Regions from separate parts of the Mus musculus genome. Here regions 1, 2, 3, 4 and 6 are each linked to region 5. Evidence: chromatin contacts called from public Hi-C and HiChIP or PLAC-seq data. All regions are on one chromosome and are shown on one strand. Each heading gives the region's core, a stretch centred on a gene start, on an enhancer-like site or on the middle of the called end of the contact. The rest is flanking DNA. Distances are from core to core; before and after follow the strand shown. Region 1 overlaps Fggy (FGGY carbohydrate kinase domain containing). Region 2 overlaps Fggy (FGGY carbohydrate kinase domain containing). Region 3 overlaps Fggy (FGGY carbohydrate kinase domain containing). Region 4 overlaps Fggy (FGGY carbohydrate kinase domain containing). Region 5 overlaps Gm12694 (a long non-coding RNA gene). Region 6 overlaps Fggy (FGGY carbohydrate kinase domain containing).

Region 1 (4,866 bases), core at 1,766-4,265, 730 kb after region 5:
AATCAAAGGTATGTATCCTGACATACTTTCTGCCTACATACCTCCTGCCTACATCCAATCAGGGGCAAGCATACATCCTGATGTATTTCCTGCTTAGGTATCTTTCATCTACATGTGACCAAGCACATCCAGTGCACCTGGGTCAGACTTGTTTAACAAATGAAAACATAAACAGTGGTCTCTAGCATTTCAGGAAGTATCTGTCCTGAGGCAAGGGGTTTACAGATTAGAGCCGTTTTTGTTTTATGAATCTCTTAGGCACAGTAACTAAAGCTTAAAACATAACTTTGGCTCTCACACATGACCACAGGGAGACATTTTTTCCACTCTGGCAAACTAAATTCCATTATTGTGAATATTTTAACACCTTTCATGGTTTCTGCAGCTAACTCCCATGACCTCAAACACCTACATCTCATCACACACTAACATCACAGACCCCTCAAGGTTTTTAGCTCAGCCAGAGTGAACTCTGTGACCTCTTTGTGCTAGGCAGCATCCAACATATCGGGCACTGATAGTTGTGATAACTGTAATAGTGTCTACTACCTGCTGGTCTTTTGTTGTATGTGGGATGCCAGCAATTGTGCTTCTTAGGCATTATCTTGATGAATTATCGTTACCACTCTAGGAGGGAAATAGCATTATTTTAGAATTCTTATAAGCAAGGAAGTTTGCAATGGAAAGAAATCACTTGCCCAAGGTCATAGCCCTGAGAGTAGGAAGGCCATGGACTGCATCCAAGATTATGTATTACCTAACCTGAACTCCACAAGCTATGCTAACCTGCCTGCCTCTGACAATGCAGTTGAAAGAGCTGAGCCCTCAGTGCTGTTATCATTGAAATTAGAAGAGGAAGGTGCAAGGTCTTTCTTATAAAGAGCAGAATGATGTAATTCCAGACACCATACTGTGGGGTTCTAGAGGAAAGAGGGATTAATTACGATCTACCTAGGGAAGGATTTTTAGGAGGTAGCCTTAGGCTAGGTGAGAACAAAATAGGTCATCAACAATTATCTAGAGAATTAGGTCGTTGTGGGTGTCAGAGCTGATGATTTCAAGCTAAAAGACTACAGCTATGCTCTGAATAGTTCAGAACTGACTCCCATACCTCTGGAAGCTATTGAATTTTGCCAGCTATTCTAGACTCCATGTGACTTACGGGCCTGGCTTCCTTCTGCATGCTGCAGAGGGAAAAGAGTGACATTCTATAGTAGGAGGTATAGAAAGCAGAGGAAGCCTAGTGAGTCAGGAGCCATGTTGTGAGTCTAGACATTGCTTCTGTGACGGCTGAACCATGAGATATGCACTTCCTTCTTTGTATTCCTGGTCTGTAAGGGTCGATCTAGGAAAGGAGATGGTAGATGTTCTTCGTATGTTAGAATATTGTGGACCTTAGGATTTTGTTCCTATATACAGCCTATCAGTGGGGCTTTGCTTTCCGATTCCTTGCAGTCTTTACCTTACCCGAGTTCCTAAATTCGATGGTAATTTAGGAAAATTTCAGCCTTTGGAGTCAGACCTTTGAATCCTGACCCTGATCTGATCCTCAAATGTAACCCCTCTCTTCCCTTCCTGGGTAGATGAATAAATTTTGAAATTCTTTTGTAGTTTTGTTTCTATTCTATGAAATAATAAACTCTAATACTTCAACCCTAAGTTATAGGACCTACATATATTGCTTTCTAAAACAATTTGCATTTCATTGATTTGTTATTAGGACGGAAAGTTATACGAACAGAAATGTTCCAAGAACAGTTACCAACAGCTCATGGACTTGAATAATTATGTTGTTGAAATACAAGATGTTCATACTGCTCTTCAGCTCACTGACCTACTGCAGTAACTAGTTGCTAATTAGATTTCTTTGAACCAGCTTGTCCAGCTGGGAGGACTTGAGAGCTGTATTCTGCAAGAATCTGGTATATGTAGTCTCTTGCTGCCATAGGAAGAGTCTTTGTGCCAGCATGCCTTCTGCCATTTTCTAGGTATGTACATTGCTCTTGATGTGTGTCATTGTCCTGAGTTAGAAATGAGAGTGGATCACTGGTGGGATTATATTAGTTTCTTTACTAATTTACTAATTTATCCCCCAGTAATATCCAGGGTTGAGAGTCAAATTTAGTGTTCATCTGTTTTGTTTACTTTCTACTGAAACTCTGTACAAGGTGGGCACATATAGGTGTGCAACTTTAATCTTTTTGTTCAAGGTGATTGATCTATGTCTTATGATCTTAAAAAATAAACAAAAATGTGTAATTTTGCTAAAGTAAACATTACTTTTAAAAGTATGTTTTAGATACTTGGGAGTGAAAGAAATAAGATGTAGAGAGAAAAGTCTGTGAGCTATTATCTTTCTACTGGAAGAGATGTATAAAACCAAATATAGGGATATGGTATGTAAGAGTTATTTAAAAGTACATTTAAAGCATATGGAGTATAAGGCATATTAATACCAAGTAAGAATACAAAGTCAGGGATCTTCCATGTGTATCAAACTGTCTAAACTATGGAGTAATTATAAGACATGTTAACTAACAGATGTAATTCAGAAGTGGTATTAGAAAGAACTAGTACCTGCTAGAAAGATCTCCTCTATCTTAATCCTTAACCTAGGTGCTACTCTGGGACAGTGTGTGCACACAGTAGATGTCTATTCACCCACCGTTTCTATAATAAGTGATAATGAATATCATACAATTTGATGTGAAATCAGTAATGGAAATGGAATTTAGTTTCTAGTCACAATGACATGATTTCTAGGAGGTGTATCAGATGCTGTCCTTAAAGAGTGGAAGAAGAACACTAGCTTTGGGTTCTCAGGAAGTCTCTACTTGGATGAATCATTTAATACAAGTGTAACTCCAATTCAGGAGCCAAGACTACTACAATCCTTTTAGCCATTTTCTATCAGTTGTCCCAGTTTTCTAGAAAATCCTCAGAGCTGACCTACCCATGTGATCTGAGTCAGGATAGGCCTTACCATTCTCTGGAACCATTCAAGCATGTGTCATGTCTGTGTGAAACGCCAAACTTAAGAAATGCCTCTGAATACTGCATAGTGATTGAGAATTGTATGTTCTCAGTCTTGTTACCCACTTTTAAATCAGATTGAAAGTAACTTGAGTTTGAAATAATTCCAGCATTCTCTCCAACTGGCAAGGCAAAGTGTCCTTTAGCACAATCTTGGACATAATCTGGTTGGCCTGTCAGCCTTGCCCAACCGAGCTGGTACCAGCATTCCACAGCAAGCATAAGGAAGCAGGGTCGCATGCCACCCACGCCCAAACCTCTCTGACATTTCCGTGGGCCTGGAGCCAGATCTCCCCCTGTGTTTCATCTCCCTCTCAGAATACAAAGGAACACTGAACCTTCCAGTTAATTCAATACCCTCCCCCCCCTTCCTGGAGAGGATAACAGTTCTGTTGACCATTATAATGCATCTTCTGTCTCCCAGCAATCCACATAGTCATTAATTTCTGCTGCTGACATCAGGAAAGAGGATTATGTGTGTGTCTGAAACTGTTCCCAGAGTGCTCATTAGTCATAGATAATTGAAAAACTGGTAGGGGAAGGTTTGTTGTAATAGGAGCTCTGCTTGTGAAGAGGGACTGCAGCTACCCGATAATTGTAGGCTCCAGCTTGGACCACTCAGGCCAAATATGTCCATTCACATGGGAATTCATGGGGCCCAGGAATCCTCAGGGCCATCTGATATCTGAAGGTGAACAAGTAACACAGCCAGAGATCAGAGTGTAGGTGAATTGCCCATGGGTTTCTCTCCTATCTTTAGCGTGAGGAACAGGACTTGGAAAAGATGCAGGAAATTTGCTCTCATTTTGTTTTTATTTAAACTTAAGCCAATTTGGTTTGTTTTAAGCAAACACACGAGGTCATGATCTGGAAGGACATAGATGGTTCAGGAGAGTACTTCACAGCACATCCTATCTGTACTGTTACAGAAATCAAGTGGTTTTTTTTTAATTTTTAATTTTTATTTTTCTAGAAACTTCTAGAAGTACATGTGCTCATGTACTTGAATGTTTAGAATCTTTAAAAGGATCACAAATATGAGATCCTAAGAGCACTATTCTACATCCTGGCTTTGTCCCATATTTTATCTCAGTCTTTCTCCCAAATTCATACCTTAATTCTTCCTCAAGTATTTTCTATATAGGATTCTGTAGAATAGATGAAATGGTTTGTTTATTTGTTGTTAGTTTGCTTGCTTGCCTGCCTCCTTCCTCCTTCCCTCCCTCCCTCCCCACTCCTCCTCCCTCCCTCTCTCTCTCTCTCTCTCTCTCTCTCTCTCTCTCTCTCTCTCTCTCTCTCTCTCTCTTTCTTTCTTTCTTTCTTTCTTTCTTTCTTTCTTCCTTTCTTACCAAACCAGAAGAGAAGCACCTCTAAAACTATTATATAAGAAACACTTGTTCAAAGTAAAACACAAGAGAGCACAGGGAAGTAAGGAGCACAGATTCACCCACACCCCCATTGGAAACATAAGTTTTGTATGTGTGTTTTACCTCCTAGGTATGTAGTTTTATAAATTCATCTATCAACATTGTTATTTTTAGATTCAAGTCATATTCCTTTGCATAATATTCTACAGCCTTCATTTTTCACTTGTTTGGGTGTTTGAAAGATAAAATAATGTTTCCTTTTCCTCACACAGTAGGTTTAAATTTTTTAAAAGACAAATCCAAGGGTCAAGCATGGGCAGGTTCTCAGAGACTTGCTGTCTCCAGCCATGTGCTGCCCCTTTCATAGGCACCCCCTGTTCCCCACCCCTCACAGTGCTTATATTCTAATAGGCTTAATAGTTATGTCAACTCCTGGCCCCTCTAGGCTCCCTACAGTGAGCCACCA
Region 2 (4,891 bases), core at 1,743-4,242, 680 kb after region 5:
TGGTGTATAAAAGTGCTTAAAAGATATGCATAGGTATTTATTATAGGCAGGGGAGAGAGGAGGAAGGAGGAAACCAGTATCTTCTCTACGTGTGAAGAACTCAGCAGGGAGGTTTTACACCTTGAGATGTGGGTTGTATGTATTGTGTTGTTTTGCTTCTAACTTTTGCACATATGGATCACCGGCCTCACCTTAACCCACACCACCTCCCTCTTCTCCCAGGAACCAACCCTGGATCCTCTGGAAGAACAGTGAGTGCTGTTAACTGCTATTCCATCTCTCCAGCCACCTTTCGGCATTTTTTAATGCCAGATTGCTCTGAGTGTCCTTGAAGCCATTTGCCTTTCCATGGTTGCTTTTTACTGTTTATTCTTAAATCTTAATACATTGCCTTTATAACTAAACTCTGAAAATAAATATTCGTTTCCTTTTTTATTTAACTGAAACAAAGTTGGGTTTAAGGAAGACAGTTAGGTATTCTTAAGCATGAAGGTTGAGAGAAACAAAAAATGCTCAGAAGACATTAAGCCACACTTCAGAGCACTGGTATAGAATTTTCAAAGAGTCCCTGAAAGTAATGGCATCCTGAAAAGTGGGAGAGCCAATTTCCCCTCCAGGGAGCGTCTCATTGTTATCCATGGCTATAGTGTGTTTCTCCTTCCTGAATACCTTAAGTTTTACCCGAATGCTTCTCTGTAAAAAATGTCTCAGTGAACTGAGACATCTTATTTTCTTTTTGTTAAGAAGAATAGAAGGGGTAAAGCAGTAGATTGGGACATTCTAGGAGGAGGGCTCAATCCCCACTATGTGTTTTACATGCACAGATGCATACAGACAAAAGAAGACACAAAGGAGGTAAGCAATGGAAAAACAAACAGAACATCAAAATTACTCTTCTCTTTTCCATGTCAGGTTTTGCTTTTGTAGTGTCTTATGAAGTAATTTTCCTTGATGATCCTGAGTGAACATCCAATTAACAAGAGTCAACTTGATAGCATATGTGTCGTGTGTGTGTGTGTGTGTGTGTGTGTGTGTGTGTGTGTGTTCAGGCACATATGTGCCATGGTATGCATATGGATCAGAGAATAAGCCATAGAATGGGCTCTCTCTTTTACCTTGTGGATTCCAGAAATGGAATTTGGGTTGTCAGGCTTGGCAGCAAGTCCCTTTACCCACTGATGCATCTTTCTGGTTCTCAAAAAGACTTTATTTGATTAGAACAAGGTTTCAGGGTCTGCCTTACTCTTTCCTAATTAATTCAAGTGACCTGTCCCACCTTGCTGAGCCTCTGTGTCCTTTCCTGTCACATGGGGCTACAGTACAATATCTTCTTAAGGTTCTTGTGAGGTTTAGTAGCCTCCACAACCAGACTCTGCACAGTGCCTTGCATAGGGATTCCACCCTTCTCAGCCTGTCCCCTGTGTTTCATATTACCCCACATTAGCATCATTTTTGTTTTGTTTTGTTTTATTTTATGGCAAATCCAAATCCATAAACTGAGAGGATTTCATCCAGATTTTGGACTATTCGGTAATAACTTCTGATCTTTTGTTTTTGACAGTGAGATGTCTTTCTCTGAGAGCATGGGAAAACTACCTCAGCTTTTTTATGTAGTCATGACCACATTTGAACTGTTACCAGCAAGTCTAACTGAAAAGGCAACTCAATATTGCCCTGTGCTTATATTATTTTGCTCTGTCAGGAACCTGTCAGCAAGTGTTGATGAAGTGCAGAGCCAGTAGTAACAAGCGTGCATCCTGAAAGCTCCCTAACACAAGCAGCCGCAGTCGGTGCAGTGCTATTTCTTCCCAAAGAAGCCCCTCTTGTCTCTTTGCTGATGTCATTAGTGGTCCAGCCCCAGTCATTATATCTCCCCTAGAGCAATATCTTCAATGCTGCTAATTCAGTCTTTTGTATGCCTTGAACAACACAGACCCATCACAGGCCTGTGAAGTACCAGAGGCTGCAGCCAGGAATATCTTGGTAATTTATCCCCATCCTTACCTCTAATTATTCTGTTGTTCACTGGCTTGCTCAATTGAGACTCTCCAGGTTCTACATTCCCCAAGCAGAGAACAAAAGGTTTCCCTTGAGAGTGGGGCCTGGCCCTGTCAGTGCAGTGAACTGTGCATAAATTATGCAGCACTGTGGCTGGCTTTCTTTTCATAGTCTTGCTGGAGAAATTCCGGAGAAAGACCAGGCCCCTGGAACTGGGCTGGCTTATTCTTCTGAGGTTGCTTTGCTCTGAGTGTATCTGGAGAGCAAGAAGCACCCCCTGCCCCCTTCTTTTTGCTGAAGCTGCTTCAGGTTCTTCAAGAACTACAAGTGTGTTTGGTCTTTTTTTTTTTTTCCTCACTCTCTACCTGTCTAGGAAAACACAGCAGGTGCCCGCTATTAAGCTTTGCTCCGATTCCTTCATTTGACCCCTCCAACTAGACTAAACTGGCTGGGCTCTCCTTTCTGCTTTCTCAGTTATCTTTACCTCTATGAGACTGGCGCACTACCTACTGCACTAACAAGGCTCCTTTCAATTAGCCTTACTTTAAAATAATATGATTTTTTTATTAAGTCTTTGAGAATTTCATACAATGTATTGATCCTATTCACCCCCAATCCCTCTCCCTAACTCCTCTCCGATCTTCTTCTGCCTCCCTATCCACCCCAACTTTGTTTAGAAAATATAACTCATAATGTGTTGCCCCCATATCCTTAGGTGTTGGGCTTAGAAGCCCTTCACTCTCTGTCCTAGAATATTGACTGGCTTGATCTTGGGCAGGCAGCACCCATGGCATGAGCTCAGGAGCACTGTGGTCCCTGCATATGCAGAGGCCCTTTTCAATGTAGTCTTCCCATGCTTCAAGCTACCCCCACTGTCTCTCTTTCCCTCCCTTCCCCCTCTTTTTTCTCTCCCCTTTCTTCCCTACCTTTCCCCTCACTCTCTTCCTCCCTCTCTTGTCTCATTTGTAGATGGATACTCCATTGACACTTCCTCTTTTATACTTTGGCCAGAAGTGAGTTTCTGCACCATCTACCACGATCCACTGCCCAAAGAAGTTTCCCTGGTAAGGGCTGAGGGCTGCACTAATCGATGGATAGACAGAAATGAATTTAGAGGGAAATTTGATAGCCATGTAGATAGTATACAAGGATAGTGGTAGTTCAACCCTGGAACCTGTGAACTTTCCAATCTGGATTAACCTTATGTTGTTACTATTTTGGTTTATTTGTCTATGTGCATAGGATATGTTGTTTTGTTGTTTGCTTTGCTTTGATGAGATCCCCACAAAACTAATCTTCAGTCCTTATACCCTGGCAGCCAGAGCTCTGGGATCTGGGTTGAGAAGGAGCCGAGGGCTGACTTGCAATGCCATAGATCCTTACTTATTCTCTTTCAGGATGCTTTTACCCTTAACCATCTTCCTGCTGTGTGGTCCAGCTATATCTCCCTGTAGACAGTAAGGATGCCTGTCCCTCTCAGACCCTCTGGGAGTGAAACTCAGCCTCTGTGCTTCCATTCTTGTTCTCTCTTACTTCCTTGTGAATTTTTGTCTTGAAGTAATATTGAACGGTCTGCAATATGTAGAGATCATTTTTCTTCCCTTTAATAAAATAATGTGGTAACACACTCATATGTCTTCTGTCACTCAAGCATCCTTGAATGTTGCTCATATGTATTTTTTTGCACGTAAAAAATTGAATTCATTGCATGTCATGTCGACGTTTGTGAGCACAGCCTATGTTTTCTATTTGCTGTAGTGCTGTTGTTTGAATTTTGTTACATCTTATCTTAGCTTTAGCAATAAAGTAAGGAGCTATTCTGGAGTCCAGAGTACTTCAGAGGGGCCAGTTCAGTGAATGTTAGACTTTCTGGTACAACCACAGGGACTTCTAAAATATTATTGGAAGGTTGGCTTAAACTATTTACTCAGTTGCTCTAGTACTAATAGCCCCACTAAAGGTTTCTAGTGTTGTTCTGGTAAATTTTGTTTTTCTGTGAAATTGTACTTTCGTCTAAGTTTCCACAACTGCATAGTCTTGCTCATGTTATCCTTTGGCTTTCTTTTTCTGTCAATGTTTGCCTTCTCTGTGGTAATAGCTCCCGTTTCCTTCTATGACATTTGTTACTTTTAGCTTTCATCTCTGCTTCCTCTCTTTTGCTCATCATGTTTTCACATTGACTCACTGAGTTTTCTTCTCAACCTCATTCTAATCTTTCAGTTTTTCATGATTTTCCAAGGTTTCTGATTAGGTTGTTAATTTTCAGGGCTTTTCCCAGTGAAGCTCTTTATTAAGTACCACTTACACCATTTAGTGCCTGCCTATAAAATGCTTTTTTCCTTTCTCCTATACAAATATGTAGAAATTGTCCAACTATATTCATGCTGTTTAATTCCACAGTAGAGGTAATTATAATTCATTTTTATCATTTACACAATTCTTCAAAGTACTAGAAGGACAATATCATATTTCAGAATAATTATTTATGTTTTTTTCATTTTTGCGAGTTATTATTCTTATATATTTTCTGTGTTTGTGAATGTGTTGTGAGCAAGTGTGACGGTTCGTGTGAGTATGTGTGCACACGTGAGTAAAGACCAGAGGTCAACCTCCTATGATATACTAGGTTCCATCCTCCTTACCTTTTTGGAAACAAAGTCTCTTTGGGCTAGAGTTCACTGATTAGGCTCAGCTGACTGCCAAGTGTCGGCCTGGCAGTGAGTCCCCAGGGTCACCTGTCTTTGCCTAGCCAGTGCTTGAATGTGTAACATTTAAAAATGTTGTCTGTCAAGACCAGTGAAGTGCCTCAGAGGGTGAAACTGTTTGATGTGCAATGCTAAAGGTCTGAATGAGTCCCCAGAATGCACACAAAGTGAAGAAAAGCTTTCTCCCG
Region 3 (4,639 bases), core at 1,756-4,255, 610 kb after region 5:
AGTTCTTATTAAATGAACAATTTGGATCCCATATAACCGTTCTGTCCGACCTAAAATTTTAAGGTAAATACAAACTATAAAACAAAAAGCCATTTAGTTCTCAAAGTTTAGATCCAAAGTTAAACTTACATTTCGAGAATTATCCTTGAGAGTGTGGTCTTAAGTTTTCTTCTACTATACAAATACCAGCCTAGAAACTCCTTTATGTACCCCAGGACAATATATGAATCTCTTAGAAACTCTGTCTCTTCTCCTTTGCACTCTGACCAAATATTATGTAAATAGAAAGAATGAATGAATAGCTCAATTAGTCTTTGCTCCTTCTTGGTTCCAGGGCCCTGAAAGGATCCTGCAGCTATGATCTCACTGCAAGCTTGTCTCTGAGCAGTGAGCTGTGCCTATTTTGCTGGGTGATTTGCAAGTGAGATCAGGGACTCCTCTGATGTCTAATGTATCTTGCAGCCTGAAGGGGCAATGCACTGGGTAGAACCTGTGGAGGGAAGTCTGATCTCAGTGGGAAGCAATGTTGAACCTATATCCACACCCGCTATATAAACTGCATTTGCAGTGGAGCCACTTCAGAGTGGCTTCTGGGGTTTGTCATCTAAGTGGTCCATGTCTTTTGACTCGAAAGTCCCCCAAAGGTATGCATTCCAGGATCGTTAGAGAGTTTCCTAAGTCAGGGCTCCACTGTGCTACCTGTTTATTATTGCAGCATTGCTAAGGGGTCTAAACCCTGTGATGGATAGAGTTTTCCCTTGTTGATGATATGTTGAAGTGTCTTGAAACTTACCCATTACTCATTAAAGAAATGAAGAGTACAGTCTCTCTTTAAATGATTATTTATAGAATTCATAATGTTTATAATGTTATTAATAAATACCTTTATTTTACTATTATTACTTTCATTTTTACTTAGCCACTGATTAATGAAAATTTTTGCCCATGGACTAGCACTATGGTTTTGGCATTTGAGAACAGCTGCTGCATTCGACCTCTAGGTCCATCAGCATTGGCATTTTGTGAACTCCAGAGACATGTTGGGAGAGGCGGGGACCATCAGAGAGATGCCTCTTACAGTTGTCTTGGTAGGCAGCCATGTGGTCTGGCCTTGTTTGGGGGGGCCAGAGGTCTGTCCAGGGACCTGAAAGAGAGTGGATCATTGTAGAAGTATTTATCCAGCGCCTCCCTAGCTCTTGGAAGCAGCAGCTGGATGGTGGTTATAGGAGGTGGGGCTCGGGTTCATGGCCAGGATTTCTCTCCAGTTCTTCCCATTGTCTGTATGATCTCGGCGGCTCATGTGCCTGAGGCCCTGAGGTCCCTATTTATGAAATGGAGTCCCTGGCATATTGGGTGTCAGAGTGGATACAGCAAACTCTTAATTACTTGATGCAGTAGTGCCTCTAACAGAACCTCTTCAGCATGGCTTCTGCTATTTGTTGTCTCAGTGGTCCATGTCTTCTGACTCAAAAATCCCCCAAAGGTATGCATTTGAGCATCATTGGAGAGATTACTAAGTCAGAGGACTCCACTGCGCTACCTGTTATTACAGCATTGCTAAGGGGTCTAAACTCTGTGAATCAAAACATTTGATTATTGGGATATATTTTTGATATGCTTGTTTCTGTGCCCAATTAAGTAATCCAACAGTGAAGGAGATAGGGTTCACATTGTTTAAGGGACAAGGCCTTGACAAAAATTATGCTTAATCTTTACAGACAGCTTTTAGGAAAGGATGCATACATGTAAATTTTAGTAGATTTACTAATTTATAAGCTTGTTGACACTATAAAATAAAAGATACTACAATAATGTTTAGTTAGGTTTAAATCAGAGACTTGCATTAGTAAGGGATATTCATATGTGAATATTTTATAAAGTTATGTAAAGTCATCTGACCAGAAAAACTGTCACTAGATATTATCTTATTTTGGATTGTGTTCGTATAAGTTTGAGTGAAAATTTTATTTTCAAAATAAACCCTCATTAAAAAAAAAGCTATTCTCCAAACCAAAACAATTTTAAAAGGATGTTTTCTTTTGTTAATTAATAAAAAAGTACACTAGTCACCTTTCTGTTCCCAAAGTCTCATCACTTTACAACAGAATCACAGCCTGGTCACCATGCCTTTGTCTTTAGTTTTATGGGCTTTGTGGGACACTTAACCTAAACTATAGCAAGATGCTCTGTGAAATGGGATCCCAAATGAGTCACGGTAAACAGACTCTGACCTCTTTGAAACAGAGGTTGCTTACTGTCTGCTCTTCAGACTTTGAAGAAAGATGAAGAAAATCACATTAGCAACTTCTACTAGGATATTGCCAAAATAACACTCATCCATTTGAACATGAACCTCTCAGTTCCTATTTAAACAGGAGCTCCCAGGTCCTATCTGAAGCAATGAGATATGCTAAGAGGGGCACACTTACTGCAGTCGCTGTCTGGTAGAGTTGGGAGGTCTGTTTCAGATTGTACTCAAGTTTTACACAGCTCACAGGCCAAGGTCACAGGACAGGGAGGTTGTCTAGGGGGTAAGGTAGGGTTAGATTAGGAGTACTAGGGGTAGTAGAATTTGTAAGGGATACTCTGTGGTACCTAAAGAATGAGCCCTGAAGAATGAGCACTAGGTAGTCAAGGTCCTTGGAGGTCTGTTTATAATTGGAATTTCCTTTTGGAACATCATGGTATAGATTCCAGTTGCCCATTAGCCACAGTGAGAGAAAGCCAGCAGTTGTTTGCCACCCACTTCCAGCTCTCTCACTCTAAGGACATTAACCTGAGAATTCCAAGGAGGAGCTTTGAGCACTCTCATGGCTCAGCTTCCTTTCTGATTAGGTGGAACATTCATCTTACTCCACACATCTCGAGAGTAGGCTACACAGTGCCCTAAGGCGAAAAAAATCCCAGTGTTAGCCCCTCTCATTCATGGGGATAGGACTGAATACAAGATACAGACCTTTCCACCGTTCCTTCTGAGTGGCATTTGACTCAGACGGTGACATCAGACATGACTTCATTCATTTAAAGGAAGGACTGAGAGAGTCAGGCTCTGCCCTTCTCTCCCCATACACAGTCTCCTTGAAGACATTGTTGTGTTCCCACTGCTTCCCACAGAATTTCTTCCTCTTCTCCTCCTCTTCCTCCTTCCTTCTTCATACTCTCTCTGTCATTGTCTTTCCCTTATTTTTCCTTCCATTCTGTTCATAGCTCATGCTTAGCCTGTTCTTTCTTTTTACCCAATACTCCCTTTGTCTTTTTGTCCACTTGCTTCTGTTGTTATTTGGCCTCCTTCTTCCTACTTAATCTCCATTGTTCCTGATCTCTGTGTATATCCTCTATTTGACCTGTTTTCCTTCTTCTCTGCTCTTTGTCCTCTTGTGAGAAATGCATGAGGGAGCTGGTTCTCCTTCCTCTTGACTGTTCACTTCTGGAATCTACCAGGTGCTTGCTGTCTCAATTGTTCTAAAGCTGCATACGCAGTCACCCTTTCCTCAGGGATGGATGGTGTCTGCCATTCCTTTCTGATTTCTTACTGATTTTAGGAGAAGTCTTTCTGACTGGCCCTCTCACAGTTTCTTCTCCTTGTTCATGGGCACAGTTGATGAGCCCTTATCAATGTTGCCCAGGCCCTGATGTTGTCTCTCCTTCCCTCCATCTCCCCTTCCTCACTTTTTAACTTCCCTTTATATTCATTTCTTTCTCATGGCAGTGCTTTCCTTGATAGCCATACAGATTCTGTGCTTTATAAAGCAAGTATTTTGGAACTTGAACAGTCATCAGGAGTAGTTCACATGTTCTCCCTAGCCAGCTTGAGGATTGTGAACAAGATTTTGTAATCAGAGGCTGGAGAGATGGCTCATTGGTTAAGAGCATTTGCTTCTTGTTCTGAGGACCAGTGTTCAATATCCAGTACCTACATGGCAACTCACAACTATCTGTAGCTCTAGTCCCAGGATATCTTCAATTTTCTGGCCTCTGCAGGCACTTCACATATATGGTGCACAGATGTACAAAATATATACAATAAAAGTAAAGGAAAAATTATTTAAACAATTATAATAATCTCCAAGCTTCCTCTTTAGTTGTATCTTCCAGCACCTCATAGACCCCAGAGCCAGACAGCAGGGAACACAGTAAGCTCTAGTGCCACTTTGTAGTTTCCTGGCTTTGATAAACTGGTGAATTTAATTACTCTTTGCTTCAATTTCATGTCCTATAACGATTACTGAATATCTTAACACACACACTCTCTCTCTCTCTTTCTCTCTTTCTCTTTCTCTCTCTCTCTCTCTCTCTCTCTCTCTCTCTCTCTCTCTCTCTCTCTTTCTCTCTCCTATAGGTCTTCTGGGAGACCATATAATCAAATATGTAAACTGCTTAGAACAATACTTAGTATTCAGGGAGCACTTCTGAAACTAATTCATTTGAATGCTAATTCCACTCCATTTCCCCAGTTTTTGGAGTCTGGTTATTCTTAATCAACTTTGATTCTGCTATTAATAGTTCTGTCACCAAATACATATGGGTCTCACGTTCTTCATATCAATGTTTAAGTCATAATATTATAATCTGCGTTCATTCAGTGAGGCTATGCATTTATTTGTTTGTTTGCTCTTTTTGGCATATGCTAAGTAAATGT
Region 4 (5,043 bases), core at 1,439-3,938, 670 kb after region 5:
ATTAGACAACTTGCCCATGATAACTGAGCTAGTAATGATAGTTGAACTCCCAGCGGGAGTTCCATTCTAGGGCTTCAGGTCTTCATATTCCCCATGATGAATGGCCACTCATCCTACTTCCAAACTAAAGCACATCTTAGTACAGGTTATCACAAAATCCAGTGTCTATGGCATTGCTTGTGGGTACTCTGGGCTGAGAAAGGTATGCCAAAGGTTTATTTGATCCTAATTGTTTTAAGTCTTTAATGTTTATGCAGTATTCTCAAAATAACATGAACATTCACTGAGTCCTAGTGACACATGGGACACTGTATGGAATGCTTTACTGGCATGAAGTCAGTTAACCTATACCAGCTATGACTCAATCTTTCAGGTGACTTACACTTAGGCAGCTGTCCCCAAGGTCATGCTGCTGGGGTTGAAGCCTGGCCTACCTCTGCAGTCCATGGTGGTGGCTGTTGTTCTGAGGTGAACACATGGCAGCTTTAGAAGAGCGTGTAAGTTGGACAGTTGAGATGAGGGTCCCTGTCCTCTCCTCTGGACTGTCCTACAGAGCCTAGTGAACATCTTAGCCATGCTCCTTTGTGTCAAAAGGCGGGTGATCCAACCTCTGTTTCATTGCTTGTCTTTGCCTGAGCTGGGAGTGCTGGGCCAGCCACAGAGGAGCCCAAGGCAGCCTGGCCTCATCTCTGTGAAAGCCCCACAGAATGTGCAAAGCTAAGGTGAAGTGACAGGACTGAGTGGCTTGGTACAGGTTTTAAGAGGTCATTCCCTTGGAGGCCTTGGAGAAATTAATGGTAATAATTCTAGGACTTTGTTTTTTTTTGTTTTTTGTTTTGTTCCAGACTGTCAACTTAGTGGTTAGTGTGCACAAGCTCACACAGCCTTCCCTACACCACACATACACACACACACACACACACACACACACACACACACACACACCCCACACACATATGTTTGTAGAGATTTAAGGTTCATGTTATTGCACAAATCTTCAAAGAAGTAGAATATTGTTTTATATTTTACTAGTTTACCAGCTTGGTTTCCCTTGGATACATTTCTGCCTCTCTTGTCAATCCAGTTCATTTGATGCTATTGATTTTATGAAAGCATATTCTGGCAATTTGATCAAAACAGACCTGAAAATATAACCTTCCAAATGCAATTATCAGGGAATATGGAGTTTGCTTTTCTAGGGCTGAAGTCATTGGCTAGCAGCCTGCTGTGGCCTGTCCTCTGCTCCTCACCCTCATCCCAACTGCCCACTGTGAGTCTTGTTTTCTTTCCTTTCTCGTTCAGGGCTATTTTCAGCATACATACACGTACACCTATGCATGCACAGGTGTACACACAAGCGCACTGGGCATTTGTGGTTGAATCAATGAGTAAGTCAACATCAGCTGTCGGGACCTCAGGACTCTGGTTTGAATCCACACAGCTTGGGCGATCCCGAGTTGTGAGTGAGTGGTAGCAAGTACAGATTGTTGTTGTTACTGCCTGACAAACCCAGCCCATAGTTCTTTCTTTGCTTCTTTTCATTTGGCAACATTGCCTGAATTGTTTCCAATGAATTTTAGAGCTGCATGGTCCTGTTTCAGAGCTGATTTCTCTCTCCTCTGGCTAAATGGCATCCAAATCAAAATGCCACTTCCTTCCCTCTTCTCATTCCTTAAGCAGCAATCGGGAGTAAGCCCCAGGCTGTAAGTGGCTTGTTCTAGTATCTTCAGGTTTTTTTTTTTAAGAGCTAATTTTCTGGTCCAAATTTAGACAAAAAAAGCAAAGAATTAACTGGCAAAGAATGCACCACAGTTAGAGAGAAAATAATTACTGGGGCTTTTCTGCTCTGTGATAACAAACTGGAGGCAATGCCAGTTCTTACAGCACTGTCCACACCCACTTCTATTTGAAACACAGTATTGCTACAGGGCCCTGAAAGTGGTATCCAAATGTTCTATATGGCATGCTTTATGCAAACTCCCACATATGCTGGTTTGACACCCATTATGCAACCCCTCGCATATGCTGGCTTTAGATTCATTTCTTGTCCTTTTGGTAGAGATTCCCAGAGTAGTGAGATGTTTTAAGTACTTAGAGACATTAGTGGTTTCTACAGGTGTCAGATCTGTTTGTGGGCCCTGCGTATATACTTACTGCTAGGTCAGATAAGGACTCTCCCATGAACTGGGTCAAATTTATATGGAAAACTATTTCTAACAAGTGCCTATTATCTTTATAACCATTATTATTATCATTATTTAAAATTTCATTCAACCGACTTTCTTCTCCAGTATGAGGGTGATTGGGTGGATGACATGCATAAAGGCATAGGTGAATGAGAGATGGCTAAATAGATGAATTGATTGGTTGTTTTTAATCTCTTGTCTACAGTTAACATCATTAGATCTTTCCCCTTTATTATGAGAGATTGCCAGAATGTAATTGATTATATACACAGGTCTATCAGAGTACAAGAAATTGCCATGTACTCCTAGGAATTAAAATGCCACCGTTCATTGATGTTACCAACATGAAAATTAGTCCTGTCCCTCCCTCTGTTATCTATAAATGTAAATCTGATATTATGTAACTATTTGAGATTTTTCAGTAGCATTCTGCATCCTGCAGGAAATGATTCTTATGACATCCTGTAGGAAGTGAGTCAGTATGCCATACATGTCCCACTGTGGCCTGGCTGATCTCTGAGTCTCCATCTCACTTCCTGACATTGCCCTGGGACACATGATCCATTGGTGTGTATCTCCTCATTCTTTATCACTCTATCCCTTTGCTTGTGTTGTTTGTTCAACACTAAGGGCTTTTATTTAGTTGACTTTCACCTCTGACCTCTCTATTTTTTTTTTTTGGAGTGGGCTTATATTATCACAATAGCATTGGCACAGATTATTGAATTTCTCTTTTTTCTGATAGTTTGGCAATTTCCACTGAAACATCTTGGAACCTCCAGGGTTTGTACATGTATTGCTTTCCATCAGTGTGTACAAGTTTCATGATCAACCTCAAATGCCAGAACCCAAGGTTTCTCAACTCTGATACATAAAGTAGGAACATATTTGCCTGGAAACTTTCACACCCTATAATTTAAACCATCTCTATATTACACACATTATGTAATAAGATGTAAGAACAATATAGAAATCGTTGCTATATTTTATAGATAATAATTATAAGGAAGAAGCCCATGTGTGTTCAGTGTTCAATGAAGATACAGTGGTTTGTTTTTTTTTTCAAATATTCTCCATTGAGGTTCATACATTCTCCATAGTATGGAGCCATGACTATGGAGGATGGTCAGGTGTGCTGTAATTGAGGTGATGCTCCTGTCTACATGGTCCCAGGTGGGCACTAACATACCTTCCTCTAGGCTGAAAAATGGAGAATGGATGAAGAAGGGCCACACCTTCTCTTAGGAGCTGCCGCTTACTAAGACATACATGTTTAGTCTCAGCCCCTGGCTTCTGCCATAGAGACCCTAAAACATTTACTTTCCCCCAGTGCTAGGCAAGCTCACATCATCCTTTATTCTAATGAGTGATGACTTCCTATTTAATGACCTAGAACTATTTAATCATTTGGGATGCTCTGGGTGACAGGAGCATTGCTTATTTTAATGAGGCAGCACAGGGTAGCCTTCTGGGTCACGTAGAACTGAGGACTAAGCTCTAGGAAGTCTAAGTCATGGTTAGAAGCTTGGAACTTTCAACTATAAATTCTCCCACCACCTCCCCCAAATCTACCCTGTCTTTCTGGAAGTGCAGAAACAGTAGAGATTGTGTTAATCGGTCATACTATATGCAGAGCCCCCCAATATCCCTATTAGGGGGAATTTGAGAAGCTTCCATGTGGTGAATGTGTCATAGCTGGAGGCAGTATACTGGAGAGGGAATGGATGCTCTGTGGCTTTCCTATGCATCTTTGTTGATGTCTCGCTCCATCAGCTTCTTCCTCTATATCCTTTAAAATAACCAGTTAAATGTAAATAAATTGTTTTGTTGAGTTCTGTGAGCCACTATTGTAAATTTCTAGCTGCTCATTCAGAATTATGGAAGGCTAGCGCTTTCTGATGACACCAGAATAACATTAGTCTTAAAGGACTGTACATTTAACCTGTGGGCTCTTTCTCACCTATATGGAGGAACTTTAGAATTGAGTTATAGGATATTTATTTGGTATCTGGAGAGAAAGAATTTCTGTCCAGACACCCCTTTACAGTTTGGTGTCATAGCATTATAAGTAATGAGATTATGCATCCCCATAAGAAGCATATTGCAAGAGCCATAAATATACCTGCTTCCAAGTCCATGTTCCATGTCCCAGCAGATCCCAGCTCTGTAGAGCTGATAGTAGCAGCAATGGTCAGAGGAGACTGGCAGCAGTCACAGCAGTAGGAAGTGGAGCAGGGCCAGTGTTGTAATTCCCCATTCAGTCCAGAGGAAGTTAAGGTAGAAAATACTTTCGAACCTAGGGTTCTCTTACTTCAAAGCTTGTCACCAGGGCTGCAATCTAGTCTCATTGCATGGTAATTGTTTCAATGTGCGGTTGTCTTTCCTACTAGATTCTGAGTACCTTGTGAAAAGTGATTTTTCCACTTCACTGTGCATCTGTGGAGCTTAGCAAGTGGAGTGGAAGAGACAGGGAGCAGTGAGAATTTTGGATGTTTGAACTAGCACTATTGACATTTGGGACCAAGTATTCTTGGTGGCTATTCTATTGTGCATTGCAGGATCCTGAGCCCCGTTTCCTGCTGCTCATCCCTCCATCTCCAGTCAAAAAAACTAAAAAAACCAAATGGCTTTGGATGTGGCCAAATGGACCCAGGGAGGTGAAATCTTCCCATAAGGCTGGTTAAAATTCAGCGAAGGTCAAGCAGCATGCAGTTGTGCTCACACACACACACACACACACACACACACGGGCATTTCAGAACCTGGTGGGCTGCTCAGCATGGATGTCTTTCCAGACTAAGCTTATCTGGAACAGAGGTTGATCCCAAACTGCTCACAGGTTCTCTGCCCCAGTTGG
Region 5 (4,468 bases), core at 1,946-4,445:
GGGGAAATTAAACATGCTATTTTCAATATGGGCAAGAGTTACATATGAGCAAGAACATAAGGAAAGTTGGAGCCTGTAACTGATTCTGCCATTGTATTTGAGAGGTCTAAGGGTGCCCAGGGGCTCCTTGCGGCACCTGCCCCAGTGTGCCCAACAGTTGGCTGGTTCTGAACCAACTGAACCAAAGAGAAGAAGATGAAAATATCAGAGTTGAATTGAGAATGTACCATTGATCCGAGGCAAAATTGGTTTCCCTGGGCATAAATAATCCAGTCCCAGGCAAGATCACTGTGGCAAGCTGCCCTTCCTGAGGACAGCCACTTGCCTCCTGAAGGAGAGGTAGACACATATTCTCATGTAGCACAATGGCAAAGGAGGGTATCTATCTGTGTGGGAACAGCAATCCTTGTTCTGGACAGTTCAGGGCTATCAGAGGTAGTGCTGTAACACTTGCCTCTAGGAAAAACTATGTTAAAGGGCCAACATTTTTCCTATAGCGAGTGTTCTGGGTACATACTACTGTTTAAAAAAAAATTACACATGTATATACACCTTGACATGTTGTATATTTTAGCCACTATGTTTTAAGAAATTTGAATTAATTAAAATCATCACCATGGGAAGAAAATGCAATATCTTTCTCCTAATAGGCTTTCTATTATCCCTCTATGGCCTATGTAGAAAAAAAAATTAGAAGCAATACAATGACCAAAATGAAACAAATTGGAAATTTATAATCTAAAAAAAAAATACTAAGTGAACAAATAAACAGAATTCAATAAATTAGACTAAAATTTTGGTTCGGCTAAATATAAAATATTTAGTTTAAACATATACCCCTCCACACTGCTGTTTAGCTGGGAAGTCCTCAGGGCCTTTCCTGCAGAAGTTGTAGAGATGGCATTTGGCTCTGGCATCTTCTGAAGATGTCTCCCTCATGCTTACCACCTAGTGGAGGAGTCTGGGATGACTGCTGCTTTGCATGGCTGGCATCGTCCTCCCACTGGCTTCTCTATTTTCACACATAAAGTACTAAGAGTAGTCAGTCCTTTACACAGCGGCTGCCTTCCCCTGCAGCTGATTTCCCTAGAGACCCAGATGAAAACAGTAGTATTTCTTATGACTTAGCTCTGCCATTCCCCAAGCATGACTTCTGTTCCATTTGGTTGGTCAAGAAAGTCTCTGACTCGTGTAGGGTGGAAGAGGAGGACTAGCTTCCTTCTCTCCATGAGAGGAAGTGAAGAGAGTAGCATGTTTAATTTCCATAACAGAACTTCCATCACGGAAACAGAAGAGCAGAGAAGAGCAGCTCATTGTCTTTGGAAGTTTGATCTTACATGCATATTTTAAATATCATGTGGTTCTCAGAAGAACTCAGGGGAGATGTTATTATCTCCATCTTAGGTGAAGAAATTTTTGCTTCCCTCAAGCCTTGACTTGCTAGTCAATAGCTTAAAAAATTCAAGCCCATTTATTTCTGATTCAAAAGTCCTGGTTTCTTTCTGTGAACTACACAACTACTCAAAATTACATAATTTTCACTTACAGAATATAAAATTCGGTTCTGTAAATGCCTATGAACTAGTAAACTTGGAAAATAGTTTTTACAACCTTACTAGTCCAATATATGCTCTGAGCTAGTATTTAGCAAGCTGCCTATGACCCGGTCCATTGTTTATTGATTTGATGAAGTGCCCTAGCTTAAGCAATTTAACATAAAAGGGACTTCCTTTGGCTTCCTGTTCCACATGATGATGTGCCCATGATGTTGGAGAGGACATGGCAGAAGGCAGAAAAAACATGGTGGCAGGAGTAGGAGGCTGCTGGTCATATTGCACACACACTCAGGAAGCAAAGAAAGACCAGGAAGCAGGGCCATGTCATAAAGCCTCAAGGACTGCCTCCAGGGACTCACTTCTCAAAGGTCCTGTGGCACCAGACTGTGGGGACTCTCCTCATTCAAACCACAGCACCTCACTAGATGGGGGAAGCTGCTTTCAATGAGAGGCTCATGCTGGGAGTGTTCTCACTGTAGAACCAGAGCAGAGCAAGGGACCTGCCACACAGTGGGAGGATGGGATTTCCCAGGACTGTGCTTCTGCGATTCTGATTGAAACTCATAGCATGTCCACTAAATCCTAGGGCTGAGTCTGTCTGTTCACAGCATTTTGTAGAGTCCTTGGCTCACATGCACAGGCTCTAGGGTCCTGTGTGCTCAGCACTGAAAAATGAATAAGAATAACAAAATGGAGATCATGTGACACAAATGAGGCTGAAATATGATAATAAAAGAAAAACCTGAGGAAGGTATTAAAATAAAACAACATGCACTTTAATAATTACAGGCTGGAGCACATCTGTATGGGATGACAGCATTAATGGTTCTCAGACTGTGATGACATTTTAATTAAATCTTAAAAATGCTACTACTAATTAATACTCATAAAAATACAAAAAAAATTTCTGGCAAAAGGCGGCTGTTATGGAAGCTCCCAATGGTCACTTTCTGCAGGTCACTGATAACAAGATGCTGACAACTACAGACCACCTCTGGCCTCAGACCCCGATTTGAGTACATTATCCAGGGTTAGAGCATCCTTGTGGTTTTTTGAAAGAAAATTAAGACTCAGATTCAGACTCAACTTTTTTACTACATGGCTTGTGCCAGACTTCACAGGGCAAACCTAGTAAAAGTGAGGAATAAGGTCTAGTGCCCATAAAGTATTTGTATATTGGCAGAAGCAGAAAAACAATAAGTTAATCATTTTTAAACCTTCATAAAATGTTATCGTGATGTGAAGCTTGAGGCAATACAAGATTGCCTCCCTGAAATTGCCCCAACTTCCAAAATTCCCTGTCATATGATCATATTCTCTTTACCACAACATGATTAATACAAGTTTTCAGGTCTTCCACATCTCATTCTGACTCGTAGCCAGACTTCAAAAGAAGGTCAGAGAATGGGAGAAATGCCCCCCCCCCCTTTCTCCCAAGTTCATGTTTCCATAAAGCCCGTGGCTGCCTCTCTGCTTCTGTAGGAGTACAGACGGGACACGATGGTATGAGAACTTAATTAGAGCATCTGTTCTCCTGTCTGCTGATGAGGAGTTTGTGATCACAAACAACTCAGACAGGGCCATCAGCAGCCTCTGGAGAGGTACCACCCCCATAGCATTTGTGGACCACACACTGGTGTGTGAGTCACCTCTTAGGATGAGTGAAGGTTGACTCAGCTTCAGAGAGCTTCCTATTGAGCCAGCAGTTGCTCTAAGTCTTGGAAAGAGAACAAAACAACTCTGGGAGGAAATGATCATCTCTTCATCAGCTCTGAGGTCGCTAAAGCTGGAAGAGGGCCTTGCTGCTCACTAGCAACAGATTCATGGTTCTCAGGGATCAGAGGCTCAGATCAGCATCTTCTGGAGGGACAACTTCCTCACTTTCCTCAACAGTGCTCTCCAAGGGCATCTGAGACTTACTTCTTCAGGAATGGTTTCTTTTATTCACTTATTGTATGCAAAATAATCCACACATGCTATTTTATCTCAATCTCAAAACAAGCATGATACCTGATCCCAGAACCCTTCTGGATACCCATTACCACAGGCAGTACTGGACCCTGTGTGTGCTATGTTTCTTCCTATACATTATGTTCCTCTGTGTATGTTCCTATAAATTAGGTATACAGAGAGATTAGTGATACTACTAATAAGATAGAACAAATATAAAAATACTATAAATACTCTTAAAACATGACTTTGTAGACTTTTCTACTTAATATTTTGGGGCTGCGATCTAATGTCACTAAATAAAATTAGATTCTTGGGTAAAGGTGACTGCTGTAAGAGATATTCTATCCCAGTTTCTACTTAACTGATTCAAATTTGAGCATAATTAAACAGCTAAAGAACCCATTAGAAATCCGGGAGCCAGTAAGCAGAGAACTGGCTCCAGCCTTCTTGCCCTCAGGTATGGAGACTCAGTGAATGCCTGGTGTCAGGCAGATCTCTCATTCTTCCTTGAGAACATTCCTGTCCATTTACTGCACATGCACATTTGCCTTGGTTCTGTGATATGTGCCCAGAATGTAATGCCAAGGGTAAGAAATACCGTGCCCCAGTCCTTGACCTTCCACTGTCTAATGATGGGTGTTTGATAAATCCTCTCAGCTTTGAAAAGGGTCCTGAGGAATGAAGTATGAAGCACATCTCGCCTCGTCCATGGTACAGCCCAGTGTGTGCTTTTCCCAAAGGCACGGGCACAGAAAGAACACATCCAGAAAGAATCCCAACTCTCTGGGAAGTAGCTTAGGATGGCACAAATAAGATTGGAATGAAAATGTAGAACTCTTAAAATGCCAGAGACCCGTTTCGTGAATTTACTATTATTTCACAAGCAGAATAGGTGAAGGCATTCTGTGTATGGTGTGGAGGAAGGACATATACCTTGTGAAGTGCAGGTGGTGTTCTTC
Region 6 (4,612 bases), core at 604-3,103, 710 kb after region 5:
GCACCAGCAGCACCAACAGCAAACTCTTCACTTTCTCAAGTCTCCTGCATCAAGGGATCAAAAATACTTCAAAGAATGATGTGACAGCTAGTCTGTCCCGATTTGACAGTTGAGGGAAACTCAACATGGATGCTGATGAAAGTCAATCCTGTGTCAGTTTTCCTGTTGTTTTAGTCAATATTTGTTGAGGGTAGCATGCGAGAGTATTGTAGGTCTCAGCATCTGCACTGTGGCTGCACCTTTAGTCCCTGTCTGCAATGTGCTTATGGACTGTGGGAAAAGTGATCCTCTGCTTATAGTCATTAGCAAAGGAGACTCAGAAAAAACAGTGTATTCTCTGAGACTTGCTACAATAGCTTCATGTTTTATCTAACGTGGGTTTACTTTCTACTATGGTCTTCAGTCATAGAGAGTCATTTCATTTTGACTTTTATTCTTTGCTTTTTGAGTGATGTTTTGCTATTAGAGTCAGCAAGTGGGGCATCTCACTTAATTTTTGTCTATCTAAAGATGGCCTTTCCATTCTTGAGAAACCATGGCTTTTCTAAAATTTGCATTTCATTTTTAGCATGTGAAGACAGTTTAAGTCCAAAGCAGGAGCAGACACCCTCATCTAAAGCAATTTCCCCGCTATTATTCTAATTTCCATGAAATTAGAAGTCCTGGGAAGATGAATTCAAATAGTCACCTCCATCCTGAGCCTTGCCCCCAGCAATTTGACTCCTTTAAAGAATAAAAGATTCAAGGTTCTTAGTGACTGCTACAAAAAAGAGAATGAAAGAACATAGTATAGTGTGAAGGCTAGCACTGCTTTGTAAAATTTTAATTCAAAAAATTTTCAAGGATTTCATACAAGAGTATGTGTTTATAATATTTCTGCTCCTTCCTCTCCTCTAAGATCGTCTATGCCTCCCACTCCTTCTCAAATTCATAACCTCTTTTTTTTTAGTTACTATTGTTATACACACACACACAAGCACACATTCACCCTGCTGAATTCCTTTAGTGTACCTAGGGATTATTACATGGAATGAGATAACCTCTGGGGGCTTATCCCTATATAAGACTGATTCACCATCCTTAAGTAGTCATAAATTGCTTGTAGAACTTCATCTAGCAATGAGGCCTTTTGAGATTTCCTCCATCCACATTGGCATGTCTAGTCCTGTTGTCATTATAAGAGTCTTGTTTAGATGACTATTTTTGAGATTTCAAGGATACAGCTTCCTTGTCATATATAGAAAATGTCTCAGAAGACTTCCTGGTCCTCAATCTCTTAAATTTTTTTCTGCCTCCTCTTAAGTAATGTTCCTTAGATGTTGGGGTTATATTATAGATGTATCGGTTGGTGAGGTTATAGTATAGATGTATCGGTTAGTGAGGTTATATTATATACTTATCGGTTGGTGAGGTTATATTATAGATGTATTGGTTGGGCTTGGCATCGCATGGTTTGTGGTTCTCTGCATCTTGATGAGTTAGCTGTGTATTTCTGTAATAGTCTCCATCTGCTGCTGCTGAAAAAAAAAAAGCATCTCAGATCTACACTCATTTGTGGGTAGAGGGGTAAGTATTTAGAATGCAATTAGAGATTATGCTGGTTTAGTATTCTTGAATATTCCTTATGTCTAGGCATCACTGTCCCACATTTTAAAGGAGTCATCAGATTAATGTCCCAGAAACCAAAGAGATGTGGGTCCTATTTGTATTGATGACTTATGTGTGAAAACTGAGGCTAGGCAATGGAACTAACTTCTCTGTCCTCTTGTTGGAGGACAGGCCTGCCTGCCTAGAAGAGCTCATACTGTTATAAGCAGATGCATCCCTACTCATTGCAGCCCTTGCATTTTTTATAGGATCTTCTGACTCATTCGGCTTCCTGGTTTTCTGACTCATGACATTAAGCAGGGTCACATCCAGTGTATCCTAGGTGCCCTTTTTCTGCTTTCCTTTCTAGAGTGTTCTGCTTGTGCCACTGTCTTCCTTCTCTGTATATGCCGAAAGGGAAGCCTTCTTACAGACCTTCACTGCCTCTGAATCTGCTAAGCTCGTTAAAGAATAAGCATGGACAAAGCCAGTAGTTTCATGTCAATTAAAGGGGACTTCCTCCACAAATATCAGTATTTATGAATTTAATTTGATTAGAAAATGCATCAGCGAGTAATAGCTGGGCAAAAATCGCTACAGTCTACATTATTTTAAAAGATTTGGTAAAAAAAATTAACTCAAGTTATTGATAGCTCATAACTCATGTGAAGTACATAACATGTTTTCGAACAAAGTTATCATGATACTGATAGGTATGCTTTATTTTGTCAAAGAATTACAAAAAGCATCGACAAAGGATCCCACAACCTATCAGTATGTAGGCTCAGCTTTTTTTTTTCTTGGCAAAACATTCTTCTACTCTTCAAAGGATTGGTGGTTTCATTTTCTTCAAGCTCCTTAAAATGGTTCAGAAGTCTTGGCTAGCAAACACCTTTTTAAAAAAATCAATTTTCCAATAATTTAGACGGAATCAGACTCATATAGCTACCTTTCCCTTCAGGGGGGCTGTGCTTTCAAGATGATTAAAGCGAGGCAGCTGGATAGATCCTGAGGAAATGGGCTTGGAAATGTCCTGTGATTTGTTACGGACCCCAAAGCTTTGATAAAATGAAACAGAACCCTAATAAGCCTCTCAGCTTTGTCATGGGGCATGGCAGTGGCAATGGTGCAGGGACAGGGAATACCCATGCAGGCTACACTGGCATCCCCTTTCTACCCAGACTTAGACTTTTAGCTGGACGTGGGACACATTAAGGCCTTTGTTCTCAAGAGTCCTCCACATCTGTGTTTTGGCTGGTGAGATATGTGCAGGCAGGTAGACCAGGATTCTATAAGAGGAGGTGTAACTACTTTCTTTTCTCCTGTGGTCCTGAGTCAGGTAGCTGAAGATGCAATAGTTTCTTGGAGTCAGGAAAGCTAAGGTCAGACCCACCTCTGGAGATGGGATGCTAAGGTTCTTGGAAGTCACCATACCATACTTAAATTCTCTGTTTCTGAGCTTCCTTTGCATATCTATATATGCTTATTTCTCTTTTTTATAAGGTACAAGTTTGTGGATTTGTAGCTGCTTTTTGTACAAATAGTCAATAAAAATAGCAGCTCATCAGGTTTGGGGGAAAGAAGAAAAGTAAGCATAGTACACTTAGCTGTTGTTGTTGAATAGTTCTTATACCTCAGCAATGATTTCAAAAGTAATGGCTCAGGAACCTTGCATGGCAGTCTTCTAAGGCACCATTATCCCCGTTTTATAGATTGTGGAACAGGACCACAAAAAGCTTAAATCAACTGCCTAGGTTTACACATCCAAGTCAAGAGTTGAAGCCCGTGAGTCTACTCTGTGACTGTCACTTTGTCTTGTGAAGGCAGCTTGAGATTTCAAAAGGAGCTGGACTTAATCCCTCGCTTTTCTCAATATACACAGGCATGCTTGTCCCTAAGCTTTGTCACTTGGTATGTGAGTACTTCTAAGAGGCTAGTACTTCAAGTTCTTGTTAGTTATTCTGAGCCTCACAGTATGCTATACACACAAGTGTGCTTGTTATACCCCAATCTAGAATGATGCTACAGATTGGTTGGTGAGACAGGAGCTGACACTTATTGAAAGACAAGGAACAGTAAGAGGAAATTGAGAACAGTCAAGTTAGCAAATCTAGAAAAGGACGTGATATTTGGCATTTGGCTAGGAACCAACAAATGTTTTAAAAATTGTAGTGATGGTTCATGATCGACTGCCCTGTAAGCATAGGAATTATGTGTTGTGAGTCAAAAGGAGAGGTACTTTGGGGTCTGAAGGGCTGAGGGAGACACTGAGTGTTTCAGGGTGGTTGGGTTGGTAAATGAAGGAGCCTTAAACGTCTGATAAAGTGTGTGTAGCTGGTGTGAAACTTAGGCTCTCTCCTCTTGTTCTTTCTCTATCCAAGGATTTGTTCATAAAACACAATTCACACTTTCATACTTCGGCTCCCACACAGGCATTGCTCTGCTAGCCACCTTCCCACCTTCTTTTCCTAGTCAAGTCCTCATCCTCCTGCACTTAAATACAATGACCCTATGCAGTGAGTACACTCTCCAATGCCATCTATATCCCACTCATATCACTAATCTCATATGATCCCATCAAGATAGGGTTTGATTCTATAGTCAGGTCATAGTGTAAAAATTCCACTAGCTAGAATAATCCTTAAAATATCTTTGAGAACCAGCTTCACAGTGGAAGCTGATAAACCATCTCTATTAAATCCAGCACAGATAATCATTTTAACATAGACATAAATTATATATGTCTATATGTACATATATATGTATATATATGCATGCATGTATGAATATATGCACATTTATTTTTTAATAGTCAGCCTATTTTGAAGTCTAGGTTCACTGAAAAAAATCTAGACCTAATGTAGCTTTCCAGGTTATATACCTAAAATATGTCATTAACATGGAACATAATGTGAATGATGCTCTTTGAGACTTCACACGGAACTATAGACTATGGACCTATGGGGAATATGTAGCAAGAGGGAATAGAGTATTTGAATTGGAGGCTCACAGATTTGCAGCCCAT

Evidence for each region. HiChIP or PLAC-seq counts read pairs in DNA pulled down with a chosen protein or histone mark. Hi-C and Micro-C count contacts between places; a contact is called where the count stands out from the background.
Region 1: a CTCF HiChIP or PLAC-seq map of the NIH/3T3 cell line shows a contact between it and region 5, with 8 read pairs. The contact joins two enhancer-like sites. A contact is called at or near these places in 3 of 15 datasets of contacts at CTCF or cohesin (the NIH/3T3 cell line, large pre-B cells and stem cell-derived epiblast-like cells), 39 of 484 Hi-C or Micro-C datasets (3T3-L1-derived adipocytes, the AML12 cell line, CD4 T cells and 24 more), 4 of 115 datasets of contacts at active chromatin or transcription factors (a beta-TC-6 cell line, bone marrow-derived dendritic cells, embryonic stem cells and 1 more) and 1 of 9 other capture datasets (embryonic stem cells).
Region 2: a contact with region 5 is called in a Hi-C map of bone marrow-derived macrophages, with 16 read pairs. The contact joins two enhancer-like sites. A contact is called at or near these places in 1 of 15 datasets of contacts at CTCF or cohesin (large pre-B cells), 2 of 484 Hi-C or Micro-C datasets (bone marrow-derived macrophages and liver), 7 of 115 datasets of contacts at active chromatin or transcription factors (differentiating embryonic stem cells, embryonic stem cells, epiblast stem cells and 1 more) and 1 of 9 other capture datasets (embryonic stem cells).
Region 3: a Hi-C map of bone marrow-derived macrophages shows a contact between it and region 5, with 13 read pairs. The contact joins two enhancer-like sites. A contact is called at or near these places in 4 of 15 datasets of contacts at CTCF or cohesin (CD8 T cells, the NIH/3T3 cell line, large pre-B cells and 1 more), 3 of 484 Hi-C or Micro-C datasets (the C2C12 cell line, bone marrow-derived macrophages and palatal mesenchyme) and 3 of 115 datasets of contacts at active chromatin or transcription factors (CD8 T cells, bone marrow-derived macrophages and fibro-adipogenic progenitors).
Region 4: a Hi-C map of bone marrow-derived macrophages shows a contact between it and region 5, with 15 read pairs. The contact joins two enhancer-like sites. A contact is called at or near these places in 2 of 15 datasets of contacts at CTCF or cohesin (the NIH/3T3 cell line and large pre-B cells), 3 of 484 Hi-C or Micro-C datasets (bone marrow-derived macrophages, liver and myocytes) and 1 of 115 datasets of contacts at active chromatin or transcription factors (embryonic stem cells).
Region 6: a contact with region 5 is called in a Hi-C map of bone marrow-derived macrophages, with 13 read pairs. The contact joins two enhancer-like sites. A contact is called at or near these places in 2 of 15 datasets of contacts at CTCF or cohesin (large pre-B cells and stem cell-derived epiblast-like cells), 26 of 484 Hi-C or Micro-C datasets (CD4 T cells, LSK cells, the STO cell line and 16 more), 4 of 115 datasets of contacts at active chromatin or transcription factors (CD8 T cells, the NIH/3T3 cell line, Th17 cells and 1 more) and 1 of 9 other capture datasets (embryonic stem cells).

What each region holds. Positions count from the first base shown.
Region 1 is chr4:95,730,541-95,735,406 of GRCm38.p6, forward strand. The region is part of intron 6 of Fggy (FGGY carbohydrate kinase domain containing); the gene reads left to right. Among named protein-coding and RNA genes, the nearest start is that of Fggy, 180 kb to the left of the region's middle. Within about 2 kb of position 3,016, at least 81 of the 459 cell types and tissues checked have an H3K27ac peak or open chromatin away from gene starts, as enhancers often do. A contact at or near this core is called in the NIH/3T3 cell line, the STO cell line and muscle stem cells, where this site is marked.
Region 2 is chr4:95,682,844-95,687,734 of GRCm38.p6, forward strand. All of the region lies in intron 5 of Fggy (FGGY carbohydrate kinase domain containing), which reads left to right. Among named protein-coding and RNA genes, the nearest start is that of Fggy, 130 kb to the left of the region's middle. Within about 2 kb of position 2,993, at least 96 of the 459 cell types and tissues checked have an H3K27ac peak or open chromatin away from gene starts, as enhancers often do. A contact at or near this core is called in bone marrow-derived macrophages, where this site is marked.
Region 3 is chr4:95,610,441-95,615,079 of GRCm38.p6, forward strand. All of the region lies in intron 4 of Fggy (FGGY carbohydrate kinase domain containing), which reads left to right. Among named protein-coding and RNA genes, the nearest start is that of Fggy, 55 kb to the left of the region's middle. Within about 2 kb of position 3,006, at least 4 of the 459 cell types and tissues checked have an H3K27ac peak or open chromatin away from gene starts, as enhancers often do. A contact at or near this core is called in bone marrow-derived macrophages, where this site is marked.
Region 4 is chr4:95,665,118-95,670,160 of GRCm38.p6, forward strand. All of the region lies in intron 5 of Fggy (FGGY carbohydrate kinase domain containing), which reads left to right. Among named protein-coding and RNA genes, the nearest start is that of Fggy, 110 kb to the left of the region's middle. Within about 2 kb of position 2,689, at least 25 of the 459 cell types and tissues checked have an H3K27ac peak or open chromatin away from gene starts, as enhancers often do. A contact at or near this core is called in bone marrow-derived macrophages, where this site is marked.
Region 5 is chr4:94,998,391-95,002,858 of GRCm38.p6, forward strand. All of the region lies in intron 2 of Gm12694 (a long non-coding RNA gene), which reads left to right. Among named protein-coding and RNA genes, the nearest start is that of Gm12694, 22 kb to the left of the region's middle. Within about 2 kb of position 3,196, at least 67 of the 459 cell types and tissues checked have an H3K27ac peak or open chromatin away from gene starts, as enhancers often do. A contact at or near this core is called in the NIH/3T3 cell line, the STO cell line, bone marrow-derived macrophages and 1 more, where this site is marked.
Region 6 is chr4:95,714,463-95,719,074 of GRCm38.p6, forward strand. All of the region lies in intron 6 of Fggy (FGGY carbohydrate kinase domain containing), which reads left to right. Among named protein-coding and RNA genes, the nearest start is that of Fggy, 160 kb to the left of the region's middle. Within about 2 kb of position 1,854, at least 22 of the 459 cell types and tissues checked have an H3K27ac peak or open chromatin away from gene starts, as enhancers often do. A contact at or near this core is called in the NIH/3T3 cell line, the STO cell line and bone marrow-derived macrophages, where this site is marked.